Regions from separate parts of the Mus musculus genome. Here regions 1 and 3 are each linked to region 2. Evidence: chromatin contacts called from public HiCAR-type and HiChIP or PLAC-seq data. All regions are on one chromosome and are shown on one strand. The core of a region is the stretch at or near the end of the contact, and the rest is flanking DNA. Distances in the headings are between cores, read along the strand shown.

The links. HiCAR-type assays count read pairs that join an accessible place to other places. HiChIP or PLAC-seq counts read pairs in DNA pulled down with a chosen protein or histone mark.
Region 1: a HiCAR-type map of astrocytes shows a contact between it and region 2, with 2.5 times the contacts expected there. The contact joins the promoter of Zswim3 here to the promoter of Znfx1 in region 2. A contact is called at or near these places in 2 of 39 promoter capture datasets (liver and pre-B cells) and 1 of 115 datasets of contacts at active chromatin or transcription factors (astrocytes).
Region 3: an H3K4me3 HiChIP or PLAC-seq map of embryonic forebrain shows a contact between it and region 2, with 4 times the contacts expected there. The contact joins the promoter of Dbndd2 here to the promoter of Znfx1 in region 2. A contact is called at or near these places in 1 of 39 promoter capture datasets (liver) and 1 of 115 datasets of contacts at active chromatin or transcription factors (embryonic forebrain).

What each region holds. Positions count from the first base shown.
Region 1 is chr2:164,803,814-164,806,513 of GRCm38.p6, reverse strand. Zswim3 (zinc finger SWIM-type containing 3) reads right to left here and starts at 1,400. Exons shown (of 2, transcript NM_178375.2): 1 at 1,083-1,400. The coding sequence starts at 1,237. Acot8 (acyl-CoA thioesterase 8) reads left to right here and starts at 1,633. Exons shown (of 6, transcript NM_133240.2): 1 at 1,633-1,824. The coding sequence starts at 1,697.
Region 2 is chr2:167,061,701-167,064,400 of GRCm38.p6, reverse strand. It overlaps Znfx1 (zinc finger, NFX1-type containing 1), which reads left to right and starts at 1,386. Exons shown (of 14, transcript NM_001033196.2): 1 at 1,386-1,891. Zfas1 (zinc finger, NFX1-type containing 1, antisense RNA 1) reads right to left here and starts at 1,467. Exons shown (of 5, transcript NR_138563.1): 1 at 1,104-1,467; 2 at 674-765. LOC115486178 (a small nucleolar RNA gene) reads right to left here and starts at 928; the gene lies at 836-928.
Region 3 is chr2:164,485,051-164,487,750 of GRCm38.p6, reverse strand. Dbndd2 (dysbindin (dystrobrevin binding protein 1) domain containing 2) reads right to left here and starts at 1,296. Exons shown (of 4, transcript NM_026797.2): 1 at 1,064-1,296.

The sequences.
Region 1 (2,700 bases), core at 151-2,650, 2.3 Mb after region 2:
ACACAGCCAGGCTCTATAGTCTGGAAAGTACTGTCCAAAGAGCTCAATCCCTGACTCAAACTTTGGTATATTTTGACACTCAGTTGGCCTATATGTTGTAATTAAAACTTGAATTGACTTTCAAATTGATTCATATGATTAGATTTCACAGCAAAAGACTGGGCACACAAACCTTCCTTTTTACGAAGGGGCGGGGCTGCTTCCCATTTCTCTCTGTCTCTCCCTCCCGCCCCCCAACTCCCCACTTTGGTTTTTCAAGACAGGTTTTCTCTGTGTAGCCCTGACTGTCCTGGAAGCTGCTCTGTAGACCAGACTGGCGTCGAACTCACAGAGATCTGCCTGCCTCTGCCTCCTGAGTGCTGGGATTAAAGGCTTCCACCACCAACCCCCTTTCCCTGTATTTTTTTTTTTAAACCAAACTGATTTGTCTCAAACTCATGACCCGCCGGCCTCAACCTTTTCGCATTGGGCTTCTAAACCTGCACCCTTATTCTTTCTTTCAAAGAAAAACTAAAAGCTAAATTTATAGTAGGCTGTTTCACCTGAACCCTAAAAGCCCTGGCGTTTTCATCAGCTTTTAGCCCCTAAAGTCAAATGAGTCAGGGAGCTACCACCAATAATTCTGACACACAGCCCTGCAGAGTAAGAAAGGCACTCAGGGAGCACCACCTTGGATAAGGAAGGTGTTTGAAAACGGCTGTATCTGGAGCTCAAGAATCATTTACAAAATCAATCACCGAAAAGAACCAACCAACCAACCAATGAGCACCATTACTGCTTTGTAAAGAGGAGGCTAATGGAGGAAATTATTACTAAGGCGTTTCAATTCACTCCTCAACCAGCCTTGCGCTTGAGATAGATTCTCTCAACAAACAAATAAAACGGAAAAACAACAAGATGCAGTTACTGCGAATTCCCAGGAAAGCTCGTGAATGAAGGAGTGGGAGCAAGCGCGGCGGGTAGCAAAGGCCACGCCGGTGAGGTTTCCCTCGTTTTTCCGCAGGCACGGGGAACGTGGCTCCTCCATGCACGCCCTCCTCCTCCAGGCAGCCCTCCTCCCCACCCTCCTGCCCCGCCCTTACAGGATATCCTCGCGGAAAGAGGTGCCGTTGTTGAGGTTATGGAAGCGGACGGAGATGCAGTCCCTGACAATGAAGGAGCACCTGGTCTCCTTTTTGTAGGCGCTGAAACACTCCTTGAAGTCCTCGTAGGTCTTAAAGCAGCTGCCTAGCTCCATGGCCGGGGACTGGCCCTCCTAGAACCTAGAACCACGGCAGGGGTCAGAGGTCACTGGGTAACGGCTGGCACGGGCCCAGCTGCGGTCCCGAGTGAGTGGCTTACAGGGCGCTTGGGAGGAGCCCAGAACAGGAGGAGACCGGTAACAGCAACCTAGGGGCGACTTTGCTCAGTGACAGAAGAGGAAAGACGCTCATCCCTTATTATTCATCTCCAAGGCTCCGCCCCCTCGCTGATTCACCCAATCACACGCGGATGTCCAAAACTGACACAAATATCCTCCAATCTTAAGATAGAGCTAGCCGCGCCCACTCTGAAATTGACAAGCACATCGACCAATCACAATCTGCGTCTCGCTCCCCGGAGCCCTTGGGATTTCCGGCCCCTGGAGCGACCTTCCGGAAGCGCTGGGAGCCTATATAAGTTTCCGCGTTTCTCTCAACCGCAGCCAGCAGTGAAAATGTCAGCGCCAGAGGGTCTGGGAGATGCTCATGGCGACGCCGACCGCGGCGACCTTTCCGGGGACCTCCGTAGTGTGCTGGTCACGAGCGTGCTCAACCTCGAGCCGCTAGATGAAGATCTCTACAGGTAGCCGGTAGCGCCTCTGAACTAGGCTCGCACCCCTCTTTCAGTATAGAGTCGCGATTACTGCCATCTCCCTGTGAACCTCAGTTCTGGGGTTAAGAGTTGGATGCAAGCTCTGCTGCAGTTAGAAGGCATGTCCCTGGCATCCATCCTTGCTTCCTCTTCAGGAGGCGATCTGGGGGGTGGGGGGGGAAGGTGTGTGTGTGTGTGTGTGTGTGTGTGAGAGAGAGAGAGAGAGAGAGAGGGAGAGAGGGAGAGAGGGAGAGAGGGAGAGAGGGGACAGAGACTCCGCTACCCCACAAGGCAGCTTAATCTGGTAGACTGAGTGTGCGTGTGTGTTCGTTTGTTCAAGCCATCCCTTAATGTCTGGTAAGTCATTACTTATCTTTCACTGAAGTGGGTTTGTAACAATTTTTTTGTTTTGTTTAGAGACAAGATGTCACTAAATATAGTCCTGGATGACCTGGAATTCACTATATATATATGAATGGAGAGGGAGAGAATGAGAGAGAGAGTATATATATATACACAGCAAGTTGGCTTGGAACCCACAGGGATCCACCTTCATTTGTCTCTTAAGCGCTGGCAGGAGTTCACCACCAGGTCTAGCTGGTTGTCTTGTTTTGTTTTGAGACAGGCTTTCTGTATAGCCCTCCCTGGCTAACCTGGAACTCTGTGTAGACCTGGCTGGCCTTGAGCTCACAGAGGCCAGTGTATCTCTGCCTCCCAAATCCTGGGCTCAAAGGTGTGTACCACCATGCCTGTTCAGTGACAGTTCTGACCCATGCAGCCCTTACGACTTTATCAGAAGCTATCGTTCTTCCAGCTAGGTAATTACTGTCTTGGGCCAGGAGCGCTTTTCAAATTGTTCTGTAAAGA
Region 2 (2,700 bases), core at 137-2,636:
GTACACCACCATTGTTCTCTTCAGAGACACCATAAGAGGGCACCAGACCCCATTATAGATGGTTGTGAGCCACCATGTGGTTGCTAGAAATTTAACTCAGGACCCCTCGAAAGAGCCATCAGTGCTCTTAACTGCTAAGCCATTTCTCGGGCCTACTTGATTTAGGGCATATTCACATTTTTATCTGAGTGGGTCAGGGTGGATATCAGAATACAGTAATGGAGGATAGCCATTGTCACATCTTGAAAAGCACTAGCCTGCAAATACTTTAGCAGACATGTTTCATTGCCTTTCTAAATACCACGCATATACAAAAGAAATCTCAACCCGGCTCAGACACTGCACCCACAAACTGCTGAATGCTCCCATATCAACAGCCAAGAAAATGTGTTACAGACTAATCTCAATGGGACCATTTTCTTAATCAGTCCTTTTCTCAGGCAGTTCTACCAGGACACTTTAAATAACAACAGGGCTCTGCATCTCCTGTGTCAGTATGTACAGATACACAATTAAAAGACTTTAGTATACTTTGATAATAAGGCTCAATCCTCGGGGCTTTTAAAACAACGAACCTCAGCAGTAACTCTTGCATCAAATTCCCTATCACTGCCCACTTAAAGGCTCTTCAAAGCACGTGATTGCCACTTTAGGCCACTAGACGAATGCATACCTTAAGACTTTCAGATGGTAGGTGAGTTCTCATCTCCCTCGATGCCCTTCTCTCCCTCCAACCTCCATGCTGTCCTGCTTGGTCAGGTCAACCTACAAAACAAAAGCGTCCATCACCACCTATATCCTCGACCAGGAACAAAGAAGACCAGGGTCCTCGAAGGCTGGTGTTTATCAGGACAAACTGGCAAATGTTTTAAAACATCAGCACTGTCGATATGACGGGGAAAAAAGTGAGTTCATCATTTACACCAGCAAAAAGCTTCCCAGGCCAAAGCAGAAGGCGTCTTTTCCACTTGAATCACGTCTTCGAAGGTCAACCTGGGGATCGCGCTCCATAAGCAACACTTGGAGACTAGGAGCGGTTACAGCGACTAAACTTGATAAGAGGTTAACAAAAAAAAAACTTGTGCTGTGTGGACTCAACTCACCATCTGCAAGTTAACCCCGGAGGGACGAGACATATCGGGAACAAAGCAAACGCTCTAGGAGCCGCCGGAACGAAAGGACGAGAGCGGCGGCGAACCTTCCTTATATAGACCTTGGCGGCGCGTGCGCCTGCGCACTGTGCCCATGGCGCGTCGCTTCCGGGCGCGACCGCTTGGCGTCCTGGGAAATGTAGTCCCCGAGCCGCCCGGCCCCAGCTAGCTAATGGTTGTCCAGCCAGTGTCTAGCCCCTCCCCGTGCTCACTGGGCCTCCGGGGCTTCTCGGCTTCCGCGCCATGTCGCGCTTGGCACGCACGAGCCGCCCGCCGCGTCCCCCTGGCTCCGGGGCCAGCCGAGACCTGCGGCCGCCCGGGGCGCAGTCAACCCGCCCCCCGCCGCGCCCTCCCCTCCGCCGCGCCCGCGGGGAGCCGCCAGTCCAGCCGCCGCCGCTACCGCGGGCGCTGAGGCGACGCCGCCCTTCCGCCCGCCCCGAGGGCGGGGGCGCAGGCGAGCCCGGCCTCTCGCTGGAGCCCGCGGCACCGCCTCCTCGTCCTGCGCGGCCTCCTCTTCCTCCGGGCCGCCCACTAGGCTACTCGCCCCGCCCAGGGGCTGCAGGGACTGGAAACCGAAAGTTCGCGGTGCCGGGCGGGGCCGCGACCTGCCAGGGCCGGGGCTGAGCTCTAGCCCTGCGGAGGACGCGCCCGAGCCGGTGAGTGGCCTCCGCCCTATCACGCACCTGCTTCTGCGGCGCTGCGACCGCCGGCGTCCCGCTCTGCCTCCGGCCGGGTGTCAGGTTAGCCTTGGAGTCCCTATCTGCCCCACTCAGCGCCCCCACCACCCCCGGAGTCCCTGTCCCCTTCCCTCAGTTCTCCTATAGTCCCCAGAGTCCATGTCCCCTTCCCTTAGTTTTCCTATAGCCTCCAGAGTCCCTGTCCCTTTCCCTCAGTTTCCCTATACCCCCGGAGTCCCTGTCCCCTTCCCTCAATTATCCTGTAGCCTCCGGAGTCCCTGTCCTCTTCCCTCAATTATCCTGTAGCCTCCGGAGTCCCTGTTCTCTTTCTCTCAGCCCCCCCTATAGTCCCCGAAGTCCCTGTCTGCTTCTTCAGTTTCCCTATAGCCCCCAGAGTCCCTGCCCCTTTCTCTTAGTTTCCCTATAGCCCCCAGAGTCCCTCAGTTCCCCTATCATCTCCGGAGTATTTGGAATCTCCCATCACCCCTAGGATCTTTTTCCACTCCTTACCACCCCCAGAGTCCTGTCCTCCCACCTCCACCGTCACCCTCCATCGTTCCCTGAGTTAAGTCTACCTGGTTATCAGCAGCCCCATTTCCCAGTCCCTGTTTCCTCTCCTCAGCAGCCCCATCACCCCTAAATCCCTGTTCCCTTCCATTAGCCTCACCATCACTCCCCAGAGTCCCTGTCTCCTCTCCTTAGCAGCCCCCATCACCTCCAGAGTCGGTGTCTCCTCCCTCAGTACCCAGCGTATCCTGAGCCGCGGGCACTGCCATTACCTGCTTCGACTCTCTTCAGTTCATCTGTCACCACCCTGATCACACCCCACCTCTAGTGCCCCTTCATCTCAGCACCCAGTCATCCCCTGTGCG
Region 3 (2,700 bases), core at 47-2,546, 2.6 Mb after region 2:
ACACTTTCTCTGGGGGCAAAGACCTAACTTCCTGACTTGCCTCTGCCTCTTTCTGGCCCCAGGGGTCCCACCTGAAGGTATCATCCTACCTACCTCAAACACTATCTGACAATATACTTCGTGAAGGAGGGCTGTTTGTAGAGAACTGAGCACCTGTCCTCTGAACTCTCACAGTTGTCCCCTCCTCTCACACATGTTTGGCTTATTTCCCAAGTTAGTAAGTACCAACTAGAAGGGTGGGGACTGAGTACAGTTCAGACCAGGTGTCGAGATTGCCAATACCGAGTTTTGCAGGACACCAGAGCTCTGGGGCCAGCCCTGTGCATTCATCCCCGTTCCTGGTACACTACTGAACCCATGCATCACAGGGAACAGGGGAAGCTCTAGGGTGAGGACCACGCTGTCATCCTCCAATAAACCTCAGCTGGCCACAGTGTAATCACAGCGCGTGGCCAGGTCCTCGAGTACTGGGGTAGCTCAGGAGGGACCCGAAACTAATGATAGAGGCAAGGCCAAGTCAGTGCCTGGAGCTGATGTGGCTGCCAGAGAAGGGAGAAGGGAGCAGCAGACGAGGACTCCAGAAAGGCTCTTAGAGCTGCCGCCCAGGTCACAACGCTAAAAATACCCAGGGCCCCAGGGGCGGTCTGCGGAGAGGAGAGGGGAGGCGAGCTCGCGAGGGAGCTGCCGCTGACCCGGGGCCACCCGGACGCCTCTCTTTTCCCCTCCCCCTGACGTTGTGGTCTTACCAGGCTGAAGGGACTGTCCACAGGGGGGCTGCGGAGCCAATTCCCAGAGCTAGGTAGTTGTTTACACGACCATAGGTACTGGGAAGAGTAGGGATTTGGAGACGGGAGGCTGACACCGGGAAGGAACCAGGGAAATGGAGAACGAACGCCCTCTGTCCCGGCCCCACCCGCGCCTGAGGAGGCAAGAGGCAAAGAATTCCCTAAAAGGGGACTGGCGCGTGGGCGAAGACGGGGCGGGCGGAGGAGGGCACCCCAAGTTCCCGTGCTGCGGGGGCCCAGTTCGCCGCACCTGAGCCCAACCCCGCATTCCCCCCTACCTGCAGCGCCCGCGCCCCGCTGGCTCCCTGGGTGCGCTCCCGACAAGCGGCGGCGGGGGCGTGGGAGCGAGCAGCGCCGGCCGGGTGGGGCTAAGCCTGCGGGGTTCCCTGGGGACCGGCGGCCCTGGGAGCCGGGAACGAGGAAGAGGCGGGAGGCGGAAGTGGGGGCGGGGCGGGCACTCGGGGCTGGCGGCGGAGGACAGCTCCTCTAAACGCCGGGACCCGGACTTGCGGGGCAGGCGAAAAGTTCCCGCACGCATCCCTCCTCGCTCCGCCCGCGCGAGGCTGCGCGCACCCCGAGGCACTTGCGGCACCCCCGCCCGGCGCACAGCTGCTGCGGGCACACGCGCCGGCTCCGGCCCACGCACACTTGATGCTCTCCGACTCCAGAGCAGCGCCCACGCAACGACCACGCGCACGCGCTCGCTGCCCGCCTCACCGCACCTCGATCACCCTGGCCACGGTTACGCGCACACTTCTCCAGAAGGTGCGAGATGGGGAAGCAGGGTCAGCTGCTGCCCAGCGAGTCAAGTGCATGGACCTTGGATTCCCTCAGCTGGCCTAAGGACCACACAGAGCCGTCGCCCTACGGGTCAGCGCACTGGGCGAGTCAGGGCTGGAGGGGATGCGCCGCACCCTACACGCCGGCAAGGAGCCAACACCTCGAGGTGCTCTAGAGATGCCAGACGTCCAGCCAGGCGTAGGTGGGCGGCCCAGTCGGAAACAGCCCCCTTTCAGCGTCTCCTGGCTCAAACCAGGGCTAGGAGTGTCCAGTATAGCAACCCCTGGATGAAGGCTCTGTCGCCTCCCTCCCCATGCCCTTGTCTGGGCTCTGAATACAGCGTGAGGATGAGCCATGACTGGTGTGTGTGTGTGTGTGTGTGTGTGTGTGTGTGTGTTTCCATTAGAAATCTGTGTCGGGGCCAAGCTACCAGGAAACCATCCTTGTCATCTCCCTCCCCTTTGAGACCCACATTAAAATACACCTCCATTTCACATCATTTCTGTTCCCACTCTGGCTCAGCCTCCCACAGTAGTAGCCTCCTTCAGAGTTTCCTGCGCCCTCTCTTGCCTAACTACATTCTGCACACAGGACAGCTCGAGAGCACACGTCTCATGTTTTAATGTCCTTTGTTATAATAAAATCTACGCTCTGGTATTTTAAGTCTCATTTCCCCTCCCCTCCCCTCCCCTCCCCTCCCCTCCCCTCCCCTCCCCTTCCCACAAGGTTTCTTTGCATAGCCCTGCTGTCCTGGTACTTGCTCTGTAGACCAGGTTAGCCTCAAAATCCAAGAGGACCCAGATCCCCCTGCCTTTGCCTCCTGACTGTGTCCCTATGCCCAGCTTCAAGTGATCTTGAAAAGCAGGGAAGCGGGAGGGTGTGTGCAAAGGGTTTTGGGTATGAGAAACACGCACATCTGGGTTTCCCCACAGGGGGACAGTACTCCAGCAATGCCTGAGGCATGGACTCTTCTGTATGGCTAGGCTGAGAACAGCCCTGTGAAGTAAGCATAGCACGCTCCCTTCTCACTCATCCAGAAGGGTGCACTAGCCTGTGGGAGGCAATGAATGCCGAGGTTAAGATTACAGCCAGACCCCTTCGGGAGCTGTAAACCACTGCAGCTCCTAACCAGCTC